2 separate regions of the Callithrix jacchus genome follow, and region 1 is linked to region 2. The links are chromatin contacts, called in public Hi-C maps. All regions are on one chromosome and are shown on one strand. The core of a region is the stretch at or near the end of the contact, and the rest is flanking DNA. Distances in the headings are between cores, read along the strand shown.

Region 1 (4,653 bases), core at 1,431-3,930, 38 kb after region 2:
TTGAGACCATGGAGATGACAAAAAGAACTGATCCTTGTATCAAAGAGCCTGGGGTACAGGGCCAGGCCCGGTGGCTCATGCCTGTAATCCCAGCTCCTTGGGAGGCTGAGGAGGGGGGATCAGTTGAACTCAGGAGTTGAGACCAGCCTGGGCAGCATGGCCAGCTCCTACTATCCTACAAATAAATTTAAAGAGTCGGATACAGCGTATTTGGGTCGCAGAAGGATGCAGAGATGGAGGGCAGGGTTGGAAGGTGACATGCCTATATCATAGCCCAAGAGCTGCTGGGACCTCCAGCCACAGACAGCCTCAACTCTGGCTAGTTGGACTCCTGGATCTGTGATTTTTTGGGGGGAAGGGGGGCTGTGGCTCCTATCCTGCCATCTGCCAAATCACCATTTCCTGGGCCTGTTAGTGTCTCTGCTCTCCCTGGACAGCCTCACCAGAGCTTCCTTCCCCTCTTTGCAGGTAATCAATGCTATCGAACAGGACTACCGGCTGCCCCCACCCCCAGACTGTCCCACCTCCCTCCACCAGCTCATGCTGGACTGTTGGCAGAAAGATCGGAATGCCCGGCCCCGCTTCCCCCAGGTGGTCAGCGCCCTGGACAAAATGATCCGGAACCCTGCCAGCCTCAAAATCGTGGCCCGGGAGAATGGCGGGTGAGGATGGCAGGGAATGGGCCCTTCTTCCTGCTCTCTGCCCCCACGCCTCACCCAGAAGGGTCCATCCCTTGCTGTTGGGTGGGAGGGTCTCTGTCAACCTCTCCAAGGGTGGGCTCCATCTCCTCACCCTGACCCAGGCCTGGTACTCAGCATTCCTCCCCATCCTTGCCCCCCAGGGCCTCACACCCTCTCCTGGACCAGCGGCAGCCTCACTACTCAGCTTTTGGTTCTGTGGGCGAGTGGCTTCGGGCCATCAAGATGGGAAGATACGAAGAAAGTTTTGCAGCCGCTGGCTTTGGCTCCTTCGAGCTGGTTAGCCAGATCTCTGCCGAGTAAGTGGTAGCAGGAACTGGAGCGGGGCAGGGAGAGCAGGGTAGCTGGCGGCTGGCGTCAGGCCCACAGGGTCTGCAGGGGCTTTCGGGGTCAGCTTTGGGTGCCAGCGCTGTCTTCTTGCACTACATTCATGCCATGCTTAGAAGGGCCCCAGAGGAGTAGTAACAGCCCCTGGAGCTGAGGACCCAAGGGCTTTCTGGGGCCAGCCTGCCCGTCTCATCTCCTGCCATCACGCCCCTGGACCATCGCGCTTCCACCCTCATTCCGTATCTATCTGTGCATCTATCTGCATTCCAGGCCCCGCTCTCACAGTAACAACGTGTCAACTCGGGTTCTCTTTTTCCACCATAAAAGGAGAAGATTAGGCTAGGTTTTGGAGCTCCTCTCCAGCTTTTATGTGAAATGGTTTTATGATTCCTTGCCTCCCAAAGGCAGCGTATCCCCACTTGGCCTTTGTCTGTTACTCCCCCTTCCTGCCTTCCCGTTTCTCTCCCAAGGTCTCCTCTCACCCCAGGATGAATAACAGAAACAGAAGGAATAGAAATCTAAAGACTAGGCACAGTGGCTCATGCTTGTAATCCCAGCACTTCGGGAGGCCAAAGCGGGCAGATCACTTGAGGTCAGGGGTTTGAGACCATTATGGGCAACTTGGTGAAACCTCCTCTCTACTAAAAATACAAAAATTAGCTGGGTATGATAGCGCTTGCCTGTAATACCAGCTACTCAGGAGGCTGAGGCAGGAGGATCTCTCGAACCTGGGAGGTGGAGGTTGCAGTGAGCCGAGACTGAGCCACTGCACTCAAGCCTGGATGACAGAGTGAAACTCCATCTGAAAAAAAGAAATCTGAAGGCCGGGCAGTGGCTCATGCCTGTAATCCCAGTACTTAGGGAGGCCAAGGTGGACCTGGCTTCCCTGGCTTAAGCCTAGGAGTTTGAGAGCAGCCTGGGCAACATAGCAAAACCTCATTTCTACCAAAAAAAAAAATTAGCTGGGCACGTGTTTAGTGCCTGTGGTCCCAGCTACTCGGGAGGCTAGAGCCAGAAGGTCCCTGGCCAGTCTGCCCCTGCCACATGGGGCCTGGGCACGTCCCTCCCTAAGTCTTCCCAGCCTCTCTCTGACCCAGGGGGCATCCTCCCTTTCCCCCCCATCTCAGCTTCCAGCCATCAGCAATCTCTTCCTCTCCATCTGGCTCTTCCTCTCCCAGTTTGGCCTTTTCTTTCTCACGTCTCTACGGCAATCTATGTGGCCTCTTCCCCCAATCTTATTTTTCGGGCTTTTCTCTCTTTTTCCCTCCCTCCTGGGCACCCAAGCCAAAGCCCCCACCTCTGGCCTCCAGCCTCACGCTTTACTGCCGCTGCGCAAAGGATGACTGCCCGGCGATTGTTGACTTCTGTTCTCCCTCCCCCGCTGGCTTTTCTGATTGGCTGACAGTCCTGAGGCTGGAACCCGCTCTGGAGCCAAGCTTGGAGAGCCGCCGCGGGGATCCCAGGGTCTCACCGAGCTCTGCTTTCCTTCCACAGGGACCTGCTCCGAATCGGAGTCACTCTGGCGGGCCACCAGAAGAAAATATTGGCCAGTGTCCAGCACATGAAGTCCCAGGCCAAGCCGGGAGCCCCGGGTGGGACAGGAGGACCAGCCCCGCAGTACTGACCTGCAGGAACTCCCCACCCCAAGAACGCGGCCTCCCCATCTTTCTGGGGCAGAATGGGGACTCCTAGAGGCCCCCAGCCCTGCGCCCCGCTGGATTGCACTTTGAACCCGTGGGGTGGGGAGTTGGCAATTTGGAGAGAGAGAATTTGGGGGTTCTGCCATACAGGAGTGGAACATCACCCCTCATCCCCCTTGGGGAACTCTAGACCAAGGGTGAACGCGCCTTTCCCTCGGGACTGGGTGTGACCAGAGGGAAAAGGAACACCCATCATCTCCCGGCCTCCCCAGGTGCCCCCCCACTCATCTTGACGGGTGTGTTCCCGTAGACCAAAGAGAGCATGACTCCCTTGCCAGCTCCAGAGTAGGGGGCTGTCCCAGGGGCAAGAAGAGGGGTCAGGCCCCCGTGACAAAATCATTGGGGTTTGTAGTCCCAACTTGCTGCTGTCACCACCAAACGCAATCATTTTTCTCCCTTGTAAATGCCCCTCTCCCAGCTGCTGCCTTCATATTGAAGGTTTTTTGAGTTTTGTTTTTGGTCTTAATTTTTCTCCCCGCCCCTTTCTGTTTTCTCGTTTCATTTTTCTATGGTCCTTGTCATAACTCTGTGTTGGAGGGAACCTGTTTCACTATCACCTCCTTTGCCCACGTTGAAACAGGGACCCATCTTGTCTGTTTCCAAAAGAGTGCCTTGGTCATGCCACCTCCCCGACCCCCCTGGGACCCCCAAGCTGTGTCCATGAAGGGGTGCGGGCTGAGGTAGTGAAAGGGGTGGTAGGTGGTGGTGGAACCCAGAAACTGACGCTGGTGCTTGGAGAGGGTTCTTAAATTATATTTAAAAAAACAATTTTTTGTATAAATAAAAGAAAATGGGACAAGTCCCAGCTCCAGGGGTGATGGGAGGTGATGGACCACATTTCTAAGGAGAGTGGGGCTGGGTAGGGAGGGCTTTGTGGCTGGCTGAGTGGGGTCAGAGGTCTGGAGGCTGCAGGACTATGGGGGGCTGGAGCTTGGTTCTCAGCTCCAGGGTGTGTTTGAGGTGGTGGGGTGGGGGCTGAGCAAGATGAGTCATTCGCAGCTGCTTCCAACGGCTCCAGCTGGCTCTGCCAAGAGCCTGGGGCACCTCCGGGGTGGGGCTGTCCCCTCCCTTCCCTGTCCTGGTTCCTCAGCCCTGGCCAGGGGCTGCTGGGGGAGGGAGGGGAGGCCTTGAGCCCACAGCCCCTTGAGAGGGAGGAGGTGGCCAGAGCTGGAGCACGGGGTCTGGTTGGATGGAGACAGATGGGGGCCAGATGTTGACAGCTGGGGTAGATTTAGAGGCAATTTGGGGAGTGTGCATTGGCTGTGGGGTAGGGGAAGGGACCCCCGCCCACTTGTGTACACAGGCGCGTGTGCACGCACGCACACACGTGGCTGGGCCGGGGACAATTCTCCCATTCAAGATGCTGCCCAGGCAGGTTCTCCCAGCCTCTTGGGAAGGGGAGGGGAACCTTGTGTGTTTCCCCAACTTCTTCCCAAACAGGAAGAGGACAGGGTCAGTCCCCCCTCTAAAGACCCGGATTTATTTTCTTTCTCGCCATTTTTTGTGTCCTTTCCTCTGGGGATCTTTCTGGCCTCCCCCGCTGAGACCTGCAGCGGCAGGTCTTGACAAGGATCAGGCTGGTTTAGCCTGGTCCATTTCTTTTCCTTTTTTGTTTAGACAGGGTCTCACTTTGTCTCTCAGGCTGGAATGCAGTGGAATGACTTGAACTCCTGGGGCAAGGGAGCCTCCCAGGGCACTGGGATTACAGGCCCAATCTGCCTTTTCCATTTCTGCACTTCAGTCGCCCCCTGTTGACATGTATGGGTCAGTGCTGGGTCCTAAATCAGCTCGGACCCTTCTGGCCCAGGGAGGCTTGTCCTCAATTTCCCACCTCTACAACCCTCTTCTGGAGTTCCTCAGGCTCTTGAGTCCTCTGTCCCCACTTCCCTTGGTGACACATCACCCATGTTTGGTACCCTCAGGAGGTG
Region 2 (5,115 bases), core at 1,669-4,168:
TGGTCTTGAACTCCTGGACTCAAGTAATCCTCCCACCTCGCCCTCCCAAATGTTGGGATTACAGACATAAACCACTGCGCCCGGCCCAATCTCAGTTTTAATCCCATCTATATAATAGTGCCCCCAAGGGTGTGCCTCCCGCCCAGACCTCTACCCTGAACTTCAGACTGGATAGCCAACACTCTAATACCATCTTTTGTTGTTATGAGAGGGAATCACACTGTCGCCCAGGCTGGAGTGCAGTGGCGTGATCTCAGCTCACTGCAACCTCTGCCTCCCCAGTTCAAGCGATTCTCCTGCCTCAGCCACTCCAGCAGCTGGGATTACAGGTGCCTGCCACCACACCCAGCTAATTTTTGTATTTTTAGTAGAGATGGGGTTTCGCCATGTTGGCCAGGCTGGTCTTGAACTCCCGACCTCATGTGATCCACTCACCTCCGCCTTCTAAAGTGTTGAGATTATAGGCATGAACCACGGCAGCCCCTCTACTACAATCTGCTTGGACATCAAATGGGCAGCTCAAACTTGGTATGTCCAAAACCAAATACTCAAACTCCCGCCACCTGCTCCTCTTGTGGTCCTCTCCTCTCTCCTGCCGCTCAGCCCGGAAACCTGGGATTATACCAGAATATCTTAAACCCAGCATCCAAACCATAGGCAATTCCTTTGGCCCCCACTCTCAAGTTACGATGTCTGCGACCACGTTTGACCACCCGAGTGCAAGCCACAGCCACTTCTTCCGTGTTTTCACAATAGCCCCTAACTGGTTTTCCCACTTCTGCGCTTGTCCCTAAAGTCTGTCCTCAACTGAGTAGCTACAGGGACGCTGTTTAATACCCATTCCTGATGGGTACCATCTTTCATAACTCTCCAGTAGCATGCCTTTCTCCAAGTAAAAGGCAACAGCCACATCTGTACTTACGATGGCCTAACTCACTGACTACAGTCCTCCCGTATGCCTGATGCCTTGACATAAATTTTTTTTGAGACAGAGTCTCACTCTGTCACTCAGGCTGGACTGCAAAGGTGGGATCTCAGCTCACTGCAAGCTCTGCCTCCCGAGTTCAAGCAATTCTCCTGGCTCAGCCTCCCAAGTAGCTGGGATTACAGGTGTGAGCCACCACACCCAGCTAATTTTTGTATTTTTAGTAGAGACAGGGTTTCATCATGTTGGCCAGGATGGTCTCGATCTCCTGACCTCGTGATCCACCCGCCTTGGGCTTCCAAAGTGCTGGAATTACAGGCATGAGCCACCGAGCCCAGCCACCTTTATGTAAATATTAACAGTATTTCCTGGCTTGAGGTCAGGAGTTTAAGACCGGCCTGGCCAACTTGGTATTTCTACTAAAAATGCAAAAAAAAAAAAAAAAAAAAAAATAGCCAGGGGTGGTAGTGCACGCCTGTAATCCTACATACTGGGGAGGCTGAGGTGGGAGGATTGCCTGAGCCCTGGGAGGGGAGGTCGCAGTGAGCTGAGATCGAGCCACTGTACCCCAGCCTTGGCGACTGAGTATCTAAATAAATAAATTAATTAATTAATTAATAAGACTTCGTATCTAAATAAATAAATAAAAATAGCATCTTCTTTGCTTAGAAGCGTCCCAGAATGCTAGGCACAGTGGCTCACACCTGTAATGTGGCATCTCCATCCCCACATCTCTCTTCTCGCCTCCTGCACATGCCCCGAGAGGGCCCCTGGGCTGTTCCTCAGACAACCCCGGAACCTCTTTTAGATCTTTAGGACTCAGTTATTATCTTCTTAGTGACATTTTCCTTGCCAATCCCATTTAAAATTGAACCAATGCTTTGGGAGGCGAAGGCAGGAGAATCACTTAAGCCCAGGAGTGTTAGATTAGCCTGGACAACATAGCAAGACGCTGTCTCCACAAAAAATTTAAAAAATAGAAATATATTTTAAATAAATAAATGAAATGAAATTGGCCAAGCATGGTGGCTCACACCTGTAATCCCAATACTTTGGGAGGCCAAGGCAGGTGGATCACCTGACGTCAGGAGTTTGAAACCAGCCTGGCCAACATGGTGAAACCTTGTCTTTACTAAAAATACGAAAATTAGCCGGGCGTGGTGGCGTGCATCTGTAATCCCATCTACTTTGGAGGCTGAGGCAAGAGAATCGATTGAACTCGGGAGGTGAAGGTTGCAGTGAGCCGCGATCGCGCCACTGCACCCCAGCCTGGGCAACAGAGTGAGACTCTGTCTCAAAAAAAAAGAAATGAAATTAAACCATACCTCCTCCCTTTTTCCTATATTTTTCTCCATAGCACTTAGCACCGTCTAACTGATATATATTGTTTATGTATCTTGTTTGTTGACTGCCTACTCCCAATAGAAAGTTAAGCTCAGGACAGGCTCGGTGGCTCAGGCCTATCACATCCCAACACTTTGGGAGGCCGAGGGTGGAGGATCACTGGAGGTCAGGAATTGGAGGCTGCAATGAGCTATGATCGCGCCGATGCACTCAGCCTAGGCAACAGAGCGACATCCTGTCTCAAAAAAAGAACGTTAAGCTCCACGAAACAAGAGCTTCTGTTTTCTTGGCTGCTCTCCTGAGCCTGGAATAACCAAACATTCACGGTAGCTGCAGGAACCCTCCGAGATCAAACCCACCTCCCGCCAGCAGTTAGAGACCTGGAACTTGCTGTTCACGTGACTGCCAGCTAGGAAGGAAAGATGGCGGCGCCCGTGATGGCTTCAGAGAGAGGGCAATCAACGAGAGGACGCCGGCTTGCCAGAGCGTCCACGCCGCCGCCTATTCTGCGATTGCGTCCTGGGAAGGCGCGAATTCTGGGGCTACGGGCGGGTCCTCCTCTCCACCATTTTTTTGATGGAAAAAATAATTCTCAAAGACGGTTTAGTCTGACCTGCCTACCCACCTCTTGACATCCCCAGGATCCGAGGCGTGTAAAAGATGGGATTATTGGGCCAGGCGCGGTGGCTCATGCCTGTAATCCCAGCGCTTTGCGGGGCCAAGGCGAGAGGATCGTTGAGCCTAGGACTTCGAGACCAGTCTGGGCAACATAGCGAGCCCCCATCTCTATTTTTAAAATGGCGTATAGATAAAAAGTTAGCCACGTGTGGTGGCGCGCACCTGTAATCCTAGCTACTGCGGAGGTTGAGGCACGAGAATCGCTTGAACCGGGAGGCGGAGGTTGCCGTGAGCCGAGATCGCACCATTGCACTCCAGCCTGGGTGGCAGAGCAAGACACCGTCTCAAACAAAAACAAAAAAAAGAAAGAAAATGATGGGATTCCGTATCTGGGATTTTCTCCCGTGGTGTCAATGACCTTGTCAACCTATTAGGTGACCACAGAGTGTCCTCCCAGCCCTCACTTCTAGGGATCCCAGACCCTGGAACACACACGCCCCGTGCGCCCCTTAAGGACTAGCAGATCCAACGGCACTCTCAGTGCCTTAAATGCTGATTTCCTGGAGATCCGCCCACCTCACCCCACCCCATTCCTGGTGTAAACTCCCCAGGATTAAGTCTGGTGAATCTGGGCCCCCCTCCCCCAGGTCCCTGGGGCAGATGAGCCCCTGGCCACCGCCCCTCCAATTTCCTGCAGACCCAGCAAACAAAAGGCTCTCGGGAAGAGAGGCGAGCCGAGCAGGGCGCCCTTCCTGCAAGAACAGCTGATGGGGCAAAACTTGCCCAGGAGTGAGCCAAGGGGAGGGATGAATTTCCAGCGTTCCTGGAGGGCAGCAGTGCGAGGCCTGACTCCTGGGTCCTGGGGAAGGAGGGTATCCAGGCAACAGCTGGATGTGGAAGGCCCTGGCCAGATAGGTTGCTGGGCTGTGCCGCATGGGGTGATGTCAGCCTTAGGGAATGGAGGGGGTGGTGGGTTCTCTGGGGTTCAGGTGAGTGCTCTGGTCCCCAGGCTGGAAGAGAGGGGGTTGGGAGAGGCCTGAGGCCCTGCGTCATCTCCTCTGGGGCCCAGCCTACCTTCCCCTGGCTCGACCTGCTACCCTCCGTGTTGGCCCCACCCAGCCTGGCTTCCTGCTCCTCCCCACACATCTTTCTGTGCCAAGCTCCCCTAACCAGCCCAAGGGCTACTGGTCCCTTCCCGACCCCGGTATCCTAACCTCGTGCCACAAATAGTCGTGGAGCCAGCCTCCCACTTGCCCTTGCCCCCATTGCCGGCCAGGACACAATAGTCAGGGGAGGGCCACAGTGCAGTCTAGTGGGTGCGGGGATGCTGGCATGGGGGACCTGGCTTCATATCCTGCCAGGCTGTCAGGGGAAGAGAGGAAACAAAAGACTTCCCCCTGCTGGGACAATGAGCCTCCTACTACCTCTCCCCAACCCTCCCGCCACCTCTCCCCAATCCTCCCACTCCCCCCTACCTTTCCACTCCTCTCCCTGAACCAGCCTTCTTAGCTCTGGCCCCAGCCCCTTAGCCCCTCTCTCCTCCATCTCCATGCCCTCTGGCTTCCCTGGCCTCTGCTGCAAGCTCTGCCCTTCTCCTCTCATTCCTGTCCGCTCACTGATGCTCACTGCCGTTTCTTGCTATTTCTCTCAGCCTCCAGCTCTTCCAACAGCACTCAGCAACCCTTCCTCTAACCCCAGCACTAAGGCAGGGAGCAGGATGGGAAAGTCTGCATGAAATGTTAAAGGGTCAACCAGACAATCACTCTTTTTTTTTTTCTTTTTCTTTTTCTTTTTTTAACAGACTGGTGTTTGACATTTTTGTTGTTGTTTTCTGAGATGGAGTTTTGCTCTTTTCTCCAAGGCTGGAGTGCAAAGGTGCAATCTCAGCTCACCACAACCTCCGCCTCCCGGGTTCAAGCGATTCTCCTGCCTCAGCCTCCTGAGTAGCTGGGATTATGGGCATGCACCACCACACCCGGCTAATTTTTTTATTTTTAGTAGAGACGGGGTTTCTCTATGTTGGTCAGGCTGGTCTCCAACTCCTGACCTCAGGTGATCCTCCCGCCTCAGCCTCCCAAAGTGCTGGGATTACAGGCTTGAGCCACTGCACCCAGCCAATCATACCCTTTTGTTCGTTTAATTTTTTTTTGAGACAGGGTCTTACTCTGTTGCCCAGGCTGGAGTGCAGTGGCAAAATTACGGCTCACTGCAGCCTCCACCTCCTGGGG

The links. Hi-C and Micro-C count contacts between places; a contact is called where the count stands out from the background.
Region 1: a contact with region 2 is called in a Hi-C map of induced pluripotent stem cells, with 2.5 times the contacts expected there. The contact joins the enhancer-like site here to the promoter of SLC12A9 in region 2. A contact is called at or near these places in 3 of 3 Hi-C or Micro-C datasets (induced pluripotent stem cells and skeletal muscle).

The regions. Positions count from the first base shown.
Region 1 is chr2:12,922,726-12,927,378 of calJac240_pri, forward strand. It overlaps EPHB4 (EPH receptor B4), which reads left to right. Exons shown (of 18, transcript XR_013529376.1): 16 at 469-662; 17 at 842-997; 18 at 2,520-3,524. Among named protein-coding and RNA genes, the nearest start is that of EPHB4, 26 kb to the left of the region's middle. Within about 2 kb of position 2,681, at least 7 of the 16 cell types and tissues checked have an H3K27ac peak or open chromatin away from gene starts, as enhancers often do.
Region 2 is chr2:12,884,136-12,889,250 of calJac240_pri, forward strand. SLC12A9 (solute carrier family 12 member 9) reads right to left here and starts at 2,919. Exons shown (of 11, transcript XM_078355802.1): 1 at 2,895-2,919. The coding sequence starts at 2,904.